2 separate regions of the Capsicum annuum genome follow, and region 2 is linked to region 1. Evidence: chromatin contacts called from public Hi-C data. All regions are on one chromosome and are shown on one strand. The core of a region is the stretch at or near the end of the contact, and the rest is flanking DNA. Distances in the headings are between cores, read along the strand shown.

Region 1 (6,745 bases), core at 602-3,101:
TACAAAATATATATTGCTATTTTTTGTAATTTTGAAACTGTTGCTATAAAAATTATAATTAAAGCTTTATAGTTGCTATTTTTAAAATTTTCCCTTATAAACTGATACTTTCTTTGGTGTCCCTCGATATATTAATTTAACTTCAATCAATTTCTTTACAAAAAAGTAAGCACTTAGAGTAATTTCATATGCTCTTAATCCAAGTTATGCTGCCAGGACTTAAATTTTTTAAAAAACGTTTACGTACGGCTTGAATCGACTAATTACTACTCCTTCCGTTTCATTTTAGTTGACTCTATTTCTAAAAATATTTGTTTCAATTTAGTTGTTCTTTTAATGATCAAGAGGATTTTATGTATATTCTTCCAATAATACCCTTAACATTAAATGATAAAACAAAGTGTATTTACTCAAATATATATTTTCAAAGCATAATTAATAAGACTTAATTTGATAAAATAGACCCCTAATTAATATTTTCTTAATGAATATGTCAAGTCAATAAGGGTTAATTAATATGAAACAGAGGGATTAATTGTTTTTAGCGTCATAGACCAATTAGATGTCCTTGACCAGGAAAGTATATCCAATGATCTTGAAAATGGATGGTAGCAAAGATCAAGGACGAAATTTTCTAAACTTAAAAATTTTGTGTGGCAAACGAGGTAAAAAGTTTAAGATTGCGCAAGAATATTTTTGTGAACGACCCATACGTCCTTGACAAGTTTGTCCATGCGGGCTTGCTTGACGAATGCTCTCCCCACACTAATGGGCCTGTGTTTCTTGACATAATTTTAGACTAATCTAGACAACCCAACCTCAGTGTCTTTCCTTCTAAGTTCTAAGCTATTCGCTATTCGACTCTGTAGCAGTGTTTTAAGAAATAGTCACGAGGCTCGCCTCGGGGTGCAGGCGTAGTCAAAAATGTCTCGAGGCGTTGTAAGGAGGTGAAAGTATCGAAAAGCGAACATCTCGAAATTTAAGGTGTTTGTCTAAGCATGAGGCGCAAATTAGATGTAAGCCTAGAAAATTTACAAAGTAAAATAATTTTTTTCTGTTAAATATCGAATTTAAATTTAATACTAAAATATATGATTGGTAAATACTTAAATGCACCAATCAAAAGTGAAAGAAACTTGAAAAAGTTACACTTTGATACGAATTTGTCCGTGGGGTCGATGATGCTGCTACTCATCAAGAAGGTACTGGGTGTACTTTCTTTTTCCTAATTCCTTTCTTTTCTTCTAATTCTTTTCAAGTCGTATGATGATGAGGTTTTAAGTTATTTACTTTATTAGTTCTCTTTTAAAACATAATATGTAGTAAATGAATGCGTAAATATATTGATCAAGAAACGAAAATGTGGGGTTTGATTGATTATGTAATTTTTTTTTATACAAACTTATGTTTTTGAGGACATATAATAGTTTATTATAAGAAAGTTGATTTTATAAAATATTTGTATTATGTGGCATGGGTTGGTTGTTGTTTTCTTGTTGAAGCAGTTTTAAATACATATTTCACTTTTTTTAAGGCGAAATTGTCTAGTGGACCTTGTACTTGTCCGAGTTTATAAGTGAACATCTCTACTTAGCCTTTTACCATCTGAACCTCTCAACCCATTAAAACACAATATTTAAAATTCTTTTAATGCATATGTTGCATTAAATTATTGAGATAGAAAATGCATGCTTGCACGCGTTTTTTGGGCAAGTGAAATAAAAAAGATATTTAAAATAATTAAAAAATAGTAAAGTCAAAAAAAAAGAAATAATCCCACTTTCTTCCTCTCTTTCTAACCCTTCCCTGCCCCGCCTTCCCCCCTCACCACCACCACGCAGCAACCATTCCCCTTCCCCCTCCCCCCTTCAATTTTTTTATTCTTTTTTGTCACCCTTCCCCCAAAACCACCCTCTCTAATTTTTTTTTATTTCTATTTCTTTGTCAGCCCCACGCATATCCCCCACCCCATCTGCATCACTCCACCTCACTATTCTTTTTCTTCCGGTCCTTACCCACATCGCATTTGAAAGAAGAAAATAATCTTTCTACCTTCTTCAAAATTTTCTTCTCCTTCATTCGAAATTTACTTTTTTATTTTTTTACAGATTATTTTTTCAATTCAAACTTTTCACATTTTTTTAGGATTAAAATTTAAATTTGAAGTGAAAGTGAGTGATAGTGGATATTGAGAAATTAATAAATTCCATGAATGAGTTTGGAAAAGCTTGAAGTTCAAGTTTGAAGAGCAAGAAATGAGTTTTTGTAGATTTTTCAAAGATATTTAAAATTTAAAATTTAAAATTTAAAATTTATTGTGTTTGTGCATTTGAATTTATAGTTGAAAATTTAAATTAATACATTTGAATTATAGTTGAAAATTTAAATTAATTGGAGAGGAATTTCAACGATTTGGAATGAATTTGATGCTCAATTTGTGATCAAATATTAAGAACATAATTAAAAATTTTTTACAATTTGTAAAATTAACTTTATTTTAATATTTAATTTCTTTTGTTGCATTTCAAAATGACGTGAAATTTAATGCAACATTTAAAAATGACGTGGAAGATGATTTTGCCATTTTAAATAATTTTGATGTAATTTTACCTTTTTAAGTGATTTATCTCTTTTAAAATTTTTTATATCTACTTATATTAATTTAAAAATATTAAAAATTAAAGGAGTTGTGGAACTTACGCCTCATCGCCTCGGGACCTATGCCTCGCTTTGTACTAAGTAAAATGTCTCACCTTACGCCTCCGCCTTTAAAAACACAGCTCTCTAGCAGTACTTATTTAGGTGATACTTTGGGAATACATGAAACAAAGATGGGAACTAGATTTAGATATTAGAAAGAGAAGTTTTTGTTTAATCCAAATTTGAAGTGTCTTTTTCCATATTCATAATCCTTGCATTGTTTTATGCATTATTCTCACTGTATCCTTGCTAAATACTCTCCTTTCCCCTCTCTTTTAGAGTTTTGACGCTAAATATTTTTTATGTCCAGCACATTAAATGTAGGTTTCACAAATCGAAAATTAGCATAACATTTGAACCTAGCTAGCTCTTGATTATTAATTTTACTATTACCAACTTGAGTTTTCCTATCCCCTCTTTCTTTTTTCATTTTTAAGCTTCCCATTAGAAGCACATATCTTTTTCTGGGTCCTGTTCAAACTTATTGGACATCTATCCAATGTAAATGATGGAGTAATAGGTAATTCTCAAATATTTCTATTAAATCATTCTTGTCCTTAATAGGGAATGTCTTATAAGAAATTTATGATCAACAAATTTTTTTCAAGACAAATTAAAGCTATTACCCTAACTTAATACAAAGTTAGTTAGCCTCGTTCAACTCCACACTGTTAATATCCACATCGTTCAAAAATCTGTTCTTTTCAAACACATGAATCTCCAGCTAAGTAGTTGTCGTCTCAAAGCATGTTACAGGTGTCCATTGTCCAAATTTTCAAATAGTCCTAAATCCCATTTACGTATAGAAAAATATATATTCACAGCTGACGGAAAGCAACTGAATTTTATATATTTATATATATATTTGTATACAACAAGAGGCCAAAACTCAACACCTGAACACAAGTAACAGTTGACAATAAAAAGCTCATGAAGATCCCTCTTGAAGAAATTGTAAAATTCAGTTTTCTGGCACAACTTTAGTGAAACAAATAAAGTAGCTGATTGCTTGGCAAAGAAAAGTTCCAGACAACAACAATGCTAAATAAGCTTTATCACAAGTCCTACAGTCTGTCAGCTGCAGGTAGGAAAACATATTTCCCAAAAGTAAAACTTGCATTAAACCATTCTTAAGACTTTAACTAAATTAAACCTTAAATTTTTTTTTTTCTAAATCAAAATAATAGTAAGCTATGTTTCACAAACAAGCATAACCTGCAGCTATTTACAAGAGTTTCAAAATAATAAAATTGCGCGAACATCATGATGACTGGTACCATTTCAAAATATTTCAATTCTTTTGGACGTGCTCTTTAGATAGGGTACTCCCCTTTCGGCAGGATCTACTTTCTTTTCTCCGCTTAACAATAATGTAATGCTTGTAATTGTTATATTCCTTCTACAGGTATACAAAATCTGTATAGTAGAAATAACAATTTCAACTAAAGTTCAAGTATAAACAAGAACACAATGAAGTATATCAAATACCCTTAACACAAGATCAAAATGACCTTTCCAAGAGTTGTATTTTATTTTGCAGAAATTAAAATGAAATAGAAAATAGCCAAGTCGTCCGAATTCACGGATTTTCCTTAAGGAAATAATCCCTATCACTGTACCCAAGGTTGTGGAATTTTTCCTCCCAGGATAAAATGGGTAACAGACCAACAGTAGCGGTACCTCAAACGGTTGGAATATCTTCGAACTCACAGAACGTTTTGAGTGATCACACAGAATATTTTTGAGACAAGAAGAGCATTTTTAATCTGAAAATTTTCATACTAAACCTGTGGAAGAAACCAGGTTTATATAGCCACAACATGCCTCTTCTGAAAAGAGGCAAAGGTTTAGCTAAAAGGTATAACCTTTTCTGAAAATTCATGTCCATTCGTCCAAACAATGTGACTGTTCTGAACAGGCATGCCATTTCGTGAATAAGTGTGTCAGTTCATCGAAACAATGCATCAGTTCTGAAGCAGTGCATCAGTTTACTGAAACAGTGCATCAGTTCACTGAAACAGTGGCACCAGTTTGATGAAGTATTGCATCAGTTCGAACTTCTGCATGCATGTATAAATGGAGTACCGAAACCAGAAAATATTTTACTGCATTTTTTGTATTTTCGGATTAGATTTCTATCTGGATTTCTTTATTTCCATCAAATAAACTTTGTCCAAAAAGATAAATCTCATCAATCATTTGCCAAATTCAAATCCAAATTCAAGGCTGAGTGAGCAACGACGATGAAGGAGCCGGGCATCTCTTATTTCTTGCCTTACTTATCATGTGGAGTAAGTGTTCTTATTATAAACACTCCAAAGTTTCCTTCTCCCACCAATGTGGGAGAATTAGTGAACTTTTCAATTTGGAGTACACTTTCTAAATTGGATGTTTCCTTTCCTCCACCATTTTCCATTTTTCATTCACACTTCATACACACTTTTAACCCAATAGTAATTGTAATGGTAAGCCCACATACGTGAATTCGTTCACATTTCACAATGAATAATTTGTATATCTGCTCACTACATTTTCGCATTGATCCAAAGTTGGGTAAGAACTTTGTTGAAGCTATTAGTTTACATCTCATAATGAATGGTACAGTCAAAGAAACTCTTTTCTTGACAAGTAACTAATCATTTAACCATAACTATCCACCTATCAAGAACTTTTACTTGGAGTATCCAAAATAATGAATAAAAAGAAACAACATTTCAAGGGTAAATTTATTTAAAGAAGAAAATATCAAGCAGAACATAAATTTATGTTACACCAAGACACACTAATATTGTTAGATTCACAAGTTTCATCAGACTTGAGAACAGAAGTAAAAGGAAATTCAGGCACTTTACTACAGTCATTATTGAAGAATTTCGAAGTTCATGACCCATAAGTCAATAGAAGCATGGAGCAACCTAAGTTACTTGAATTCACATATTCGAGATGAGTACAAGTCCTTCATTATCTAAATTTTATGATTCAAGAATTCAAATTTAAAAGCAGGATTTTAGCAACAAAATTATGCATAATTATGTGGAAAACTCACGTAAAGTTTGAAGAGCGTAATAACTGACTCCTTTAATTATCAAGTTATAGGCAATACAGACAATCTCCAAGATGTGGTATGGTCTATGACTTACAGCAAAGTATTAAGACTCAAGTCATCGATAGACCCTTAAAGTTGTCCGCATATTTCACTTAGGCACCTCAACTAAGACTTGTACTTATTAGGCACTTTAATATTAACAAATATTTACCCATTAAATATTTCTCTGATAATAAGCAAAAAATTAAAGTGTGTGTAGTGCACACGAATGACGTGAAAAAACAACCAATTAAATAACGTCAAGTGACATTTATGACCAAAATAATTATAAAATATGCTTTTGGAGTTTAAAAAGAGAAGAAAAAATATCTTTAAATCTATTTAACTAACTCTAAAAAAGGTCAGCCAAAAAAAAAAAGACCCCCTCCCCCCACCCCCAAACAATGCTCCTGCTTCTTCTCCCAAAACCACCATTGTTGACCACCCGTCAAAAGCTTTTCCTCTTACTTTTTTGTCTTTTCATTATCAGTTTTATAAACATATTTTTTAATCAAATTTTGTGATGATAGCCTTCATGATGGATAATATGATAATTCAAATTCGTAATATAAATAAAAGAATTGAAGAGTAATTTTTTTTAAACTTGTATAATGAAATTAATAGTTTTTAAATGTTCCTTTACTATACTAAACGAAAAATAACATTATACTACCTGTCCCATTTTTCTTCAATTTTCTTGTCCCATTTTTCTCCAATTTTCTTATTTCTTCCTTCTTTTTTCTTCCCTTGAAAAAAAAAACCTATAAAGACTTTTTTTTTTTTTTACTTTTTGGGGGAAAAAATGTCAAACATGCCTTATTGTGAGGTAGGCAAATACTAAAACGGTGTAGATGTATATTGCAACAATGAAACCAAGATATTTTTTAAAACTTTTGGTCAAGGCTCCATCGAAGTTCTCTTATATAATCAATAATTTTTCATTTTTCTTAATGTTTTTTG
Region 2 (6,629 bases), core at 6-2,505, 100 kb before region 1:
ATCCAAGGGGAATCAAATTTTGAGAGCATGTGCGGTTAGAGCAAGTGTGATCTTATTTATGTGTATACATTGTTGTATTTTCCACATATGTATATCTAGTTCCAAGTCGAAAGCTATGAGTTCACTCGAACCTACAAAATGTGCGCCCATGTATTAAGGCCATCAACATGCCTCGTGCAACGATCATCTCACGTTGACAGTGCTACAAAACAACTCAGCAAAAGCTCGATTTATAGCTGGATCTTGTAACCTGGAGAATGTTTGGCATAGTTCCTCGTTGATGAGGGTAACATCACCATTTCCTAATTTGTAATATTCAAATGAATGTTACTGCTTGTCCCAATTTGGGAATTTATTCAATGATCAACATCAACTTGCTAAGCACTATCAGTGTTCTAGTCCGTGAGTTTCCATGGTTTGATTGATTGGACTGCCCCATATAGGAAAAATTATGCTCTACGTTCACCAGAAGAAATATTTACATGCTTTAACTCATATTTTGAGTGGTTTATTCGGTATAGCTCATATTTGTGTATAAACACATTATATACGCTATATTATACACTCTTACGTAAGGTTGATAACATTAACTCTAATACTTTCTCTGCGGCTATAATGTTTGTTGTATAATATTACATAACTGAAAATAGCACTACGAGACTAATATTTTATGTTGGGCTCGATTTCTGTAAATTTTCCCTTTCTGAACCCACCTCAAAAAGTAATTTCATTTCTTTCTTTTTCTTGAAGGAAATGGAATTACAAAAAGCAAAAAAAGAGAGGAGGGAATTAGAGAGTCAATAGACCACAATTTAAATCACAATAAATATGTCCTTCGAATTGTTATTCAATAATTCTTTGTAAAATAAAGGACATTCGAACTATAATTTTTACAATTATGAGAACGCTATTTTTCTTTTTTCACTCTGTTGAAGATTTTTTCAAATTGGTAAGGTATAAGTACCACTAGCTGTACATTGTTATTCTGATTAGTGTATTTATCAGTTAATATAATTCAGTACCTTCACATACTTTTTTTTTTTTTTGAAAAAAAAAAATGGAGTTAAACTATTTGGGTCATAAAAAGAATAGAGAATAATAAAAAGCAATGTGTTAATGGGTTCTTGTCAAAATATCTGAACATAATTTTCTGTGTCTTTGTCATTAAAAATGTAAGGCATTTCTAAGAGGTTCACTTGTTTAAAATTCTTCATAAAAGATTCAATATGTTTTCAACTTTTTGGCATTTTCTACTAGTCTTATAATTTAACAGGATCCTATACCTGCTAAAGGACCTACGTTGGGGAAAAAAGGTGTCAATTATTACTTTAATTCATTCTTTTTTGTGTTTGATTTGAAAGCAAATCATACCTTTAATTAATTCTCTTATTATTTTATTTTATTTTTTTCAAGTATGGTCAAGTCTTGAGAATATTTCTTTTCTTCTTTTTTGCTTGTAAAGGAAGGAGTTGTTTGCATCATTCTCTCATGGGAAATGTCTTATAGATTTGGGAATATATCGAAAATGATTTTTGTTTCTTATAATTGTACCAATTGTAGGGTCATTTTCTATAATTATCTGGTTTGAGAATTTTTCCCAGTTGGCAAATTAAAGTCATTAAAAGAATAAAATTCTAACGAATGGACAATATCTTTCCCAATTTGAATCAAGTGTTCTTTCTTGAGCACTATAAGAAGTATTTTATTTATTTTTCTTATTTATACTTCAGGTTTTCTTTTCTTTGCTAAAATTAATTGTATGTTTGCTTTATAAGTAATATGCATCCTATCCACCTCCATTTTGGCACACGACATATTTGTTTAATTTAAAAAGAGAATCATTAGTTTGACCGACGAATTATGTGAGAGAATAAATCATTCTTTTTTTTATTTGAATTTTGAACCAAGATTTTTGGAAGTAATATTCAGTGATGTGCACTGAGATTAACTTATAGAAATATGTAAATACATAGATAATTGTATTTTAAATCAAAATAAAGATACATGATGTGCGACTCATTGTAATGAGTTCAACTGAATTCAATATTTTTAGCATAGATATACATGTAGACATCATGGATTTTTCCATAAACATGACATTTCGAAGCCATAATTATAAAAGTTTAATGGGTAGAGTGATAAAATTATATAGGTTGAAGTGAAAATTCTACATTCACCTATGTAGAGACATACTTATAAATAGCATATTTCTTTTCAAGACTAACAAGTAATTTAAAGCAAATTATGCACTAATAAATTAAGATTTAGTCAAATATGCAATAGAAGAAGATATCTCTTAAGATGCCTTTCTAAACTATGATTATATATGTTGCAATGATTTTCTTTTGTTAGATAAATATTATAATCATACCATCCTGTTTAATTTAGGTGTCAATTATTCTAAACATCTCTTTTTCCAATCCAAGCTTGTGGAATCTATAACTGCTAGCTTGATTATTGAGTATTTGAATAATTTAGCGCACTTATTTTAAGAAATGAAATTAATACTGCTATTAAAAAGATTAAATTCCAAACTTTTTTTGGTTTTGTTTTGGTATTGTGCTTGTCAATCTCTTAGGGAAGTTATACTCCCCCCTGCCCTAATTAATCAGTGATTATATTGATGGTAAATTCGAGAATTAAATGATCGATACTGCTAAAACAGAAATAAAGCAAGAAATCATAAAAGGGTGAATTCATAATTTAACAATTGATACGTCATTAAGTTAAAATCCAAGGGACAATATCGCGAAGGTCAAAAAACTTGAGGTGGCATAAATGGTAGGTTACGCTACAACGAACAATACCTTAGGGTCGTTTGGTTTGAGGTTTAAGTAATCCAAGGGATAAGTTATTCCAGGATAAAATATAAAGATCAATTGAACGAGTGTTTGGTTGGAGGGATTAATGAATGGTGGGAAACTTATCCCACCATTTACACCATAGTAATGGGATAACTTATCCCATATACATGGTGGGATAAGTTATCCCGGATAATCCCGGGATAACTAATTCCGGTATTACTCATCCCGGGATAACCATTTCCCAACCAAACAACCCCTATATAGTAAGATTGTAATTAGAATATGCTCAATGGCGTTTTGATGCTGTCTCCTCAATCTTATTGTGTATATTTATGGGAAACATTTTGATTTTGCACCACAATAAGAACTGGACGAGTTGAACTTTTTCCCCATAAAAGTTGAACATATCACGTTATTAAAACAAGGTAATGCCAAAGAAATTGAAAAGATAGTTCATCAAACTATGCTACCTTTTGTAGTAATGATTGTAATATTTTGTACAAGATGAACATTCAATATCAAATATAATTGGGTCATTTTAGATGACTATTCATTACTAGCTAAGTAGAGCATTTAAGACTACTTGGAACACAGTACACACACTAGTTACCATCTACCACAGTATACACCCGTCGTCACAATTCACGTGACAATCTTTCCCTTTTAATCCGTTCAAAAAATTACTCCATCCTTTTATAATTAGAATAATTAATTTTAAAATTTCATTTTATTTCTAGTGAAATGATTTACAGTTATACAAATATCTAAAATTCATTTTAGAACATAAATTTAAATTTATTTTTTAAAACTTTGTGACAGAGTAAACTGTGCCATATAAATTGAGACGACGAAAATAACTAAATACAATACTCCCTCCGTCTCAAATTACCCGTTCCAAATTGAGATGATAAATTAATTAAGAAAAATAATCAATAATATGCCTATCTTACCATAATACTCCTATTAAATGATATTTACATTTTAATTTGAAGAAAAAATAATTAATGTAAAGTGTAAAATATAAAAAAAAAATTGGCTCTTGTTGATTAATGAAAAAGACAAGTAAAATGAAAAATCAAATTAAAAAATTTGAGACGATTAATTTGATACGGAGGGAGTATATTCTTTAACAAAGCATCATATATTTTAGCATGAATCATGAATACTTACTAAAGTCAAATGTGATTTCTTGGAATTAGGTTTATGTTTTACTACTTCACTGGCATTTTGTGGCTCAAAGTTGAGTTAGGTTACTGAATGAACATGTTGACCCATTTCTTTATTAATCAATGCCAAATCATGTCAATCCAAAGATAGCGACGTTATTTTCGTGTCGGTATAGTATTAATTTTTCTCGTTTTCATTTTCCTCCTAATATTTGTATGTATCACTTTTTGTGTACAAATAGTAAAAAAATAATAACTCAACTCAAAATTAAGTTCGAATATGTGTCCTGTTGGTATTATGTTTAAAGTCAGACTCTGACAGAGACCAACTTTTAATTATTAAGTTTGAATTTGAACTTTGCCTTCAAATTTCATAGCATCTTAAGCTTTGATAGAGCTCTACTTTAGTCCCAAAGCTTTGAAGAGAGAAAAGATTGAAGCAACAACAACAGATTCGATCTGAAGTTTGTCAAAATGACTGAAACTCTATATAACTTTTAAAAGATAAATATGTTTTGAATAGGGGTGTTACTGTTGGGTTATTAAGAAGTGTGAATGAAAAATGAAAAGATGGTATTTTTTCTCAGAATAGTAACTGAAAATCTCTCACAACAGCCATGTAGATAGGAACCAACAGATCATTTTATCTTTTTCCTAATTTTCCTAATTTTTCTGTAATATTGAATAAGTGATGCATTTTATATTATTAATATTATTATTTGTTGTGTATATCTTAATAGGTAGATTAGAGAGAATATAGGATTTGTATTAATCCTTTAACAGGATCCATGTAAATAGTGACTATATAATAACATCTTCCTCCCGGTGGAAGATTTTAACTGAGAGTCTGCGAACGCCATTATTCTCTCATCTTTAATACGTTTATTTCTCTACATGGTATCAATTGTCATCGATCCAACATGGTTGATTCCACAAACACAAACAATAGTCTTACTCTCACACAAGAATCATCTTCCAATAAGGTTACTTATTACTTACCGAATCTCTCTTTGAAACTTGATCAAATTAACTTTCAGATTTGGAGGAGTAATGTCATGAATGCTCTTCAAATCTTTCGTCTCCATTCTTTTAATTTGTTCTATCCTACAATCCACTACCCGTTACTGTAACGTCCCAAAACGACTCGGCTGAACCATCTACGGTTGTTGATCCATCATGGTATTTTGACTCTGGTGTTTCTCATCATGTTAATCCAGATTTGACACAACTATCTATGAACTCAGAGTACAATGGAGGTGATCGACTTGTTTTCGGTAATGGTATGTCACTAAATATTTCGTATATTAGCAATAAGATTTTGTCTGCTAAACCTAAACCTATCACCCTATCCAATGCTCTTGTTGTTTCTAAATTAACAAAAAGCCTCTTAAGTATTTTCAAACTCACTCGTGATGATAACATCCTTGTTCAATTTCACGCTAATGAGTACTTTGTGAAGAATCCGCAGGGTCAAACAATACTTCGGGGAGTCGTTGATGATGACTTGTATCGCGTCATTCCATCGCCTACATCAAATTACACTAAACCATCACCCATGGCCTTTCTTGGTGAACGCACTACCCTTGCTGGATGGCACCATAGATTGGCGCATCCTAATGAAGCTGCATTACGCCATCTTTTCTCTAGTTATAATCTTCCTGTATAAAATTTAGTTTTCCTGTTGTTTGTGCACCCTGTCATATGGGCAAGAGACATTGCATTTCATTAGTTCATCATCACGAGTCTAGTTTGCGTCCTTTTGATCTTGTGTATTCAGATGTTTGGGATCCTACTCTAATAAATTCTATTAATGGAACTCGCTACTTTATTTTATTCTTGGATGATTGTACCAAAATTATTTGGATTTATTTATCCATCAAAAATCGGATGTGCTTTCTATTTTTAAACTATTCCATTCCATGGTTGAAACCTAATTCAGTGCCAAAATAAAATGTATACAAACTGATTAGGGAGGTCAATTTTATAATGTTTCTTTTCACCTTCAATCTCTAGGCATCTGACATAGAGTTTTATGCCCCCACACACCGGAACAAAATGGTTCTCTAGAGCGACGCAATCGTATAATTGTTGAAAAAGGATTATATTTTCTTGCCCATGCTTCCCTCCCTTTGTCTTTTTGGGAACCAGCCTTCCACACAGCAGTCTACCTCTCTAGCCGCACCATCACCGCCATCCTAAACTACTCATCTCCTTATCAATGTCTATATCTTTGTCCACCTGACTATGGTTTTTTAAAATCTTTTGGCTGTCTTTGTTTCCCCTTTCTTCATCCTTACCATAGCCACAAGTTTGAATTCCGCTCTCAACCATGCATCATTATTGGTTATAGCTCAAAACACAAGGGCTATTTGTGTCTTCATGTGCCAACTAATCGGGTCTATGTGGCTCGTCATTTTGCCTTTTATGAGGAATGTTTTCCTTATTAAGACCACCTAAAAACATCTGCTTCTAGATCACACTACACTTTCTTGACAATCTCTTCCACACTACTTCATCAAGTTGCATCCTTTTTTACCTCTACAGGCTCTAACTTAATTGTCAACGATAACTTGGGATGTTGTTCATCCTTCGACAAGCACAAAGGTAACTACCTCTTCTCAACTTTCATGACCTAATGAATTTCCTTCTCCCATACCTT

Evidence for each region. Hi-C and Micro-C count contacts between places; a contact is called where the count stands out from the background.
Region 2: a contact with region 1 is called in a Hi-C map of placenta, with 2.6 times the contacts expected there. The contact joins two enhancer-like sites. A contact is called at or near these places in 3 of 5 Hi-C or Micro-C datasets (bud, leaf and placenta).

Annotation. Positions count from the first base shown.
Region 1 is chr6:187,001,852-187,008,596 of UCD10Xv1.1, reverse strand. No RefSeq gene overlaps it. Among protein-coding and RNA genes, the nearest start is that of LOC107872866, 47 kb to the left of the region's middle. Within about 2 kb of position 1,851, at least 5 of the 5 cell types and tissues checked have an H3K27ac peak or open chromatin away from gene starts, as enhancers often do.
Region 2 is chr6:187,100,882-187,107,510 of UCD10Xv1.1, reverse strand. No RefSeq gene overlaps it. Among protein-coding and RNA genes, the nearest start is that of LOC107872865, 14 kb to the left of the region's middle. Within about 2 kb of position 1,255, at least 2 of the 5 cell types and tissues checked have an H3K27ac peak or open chromatin away from gene starts, as enhancers often do.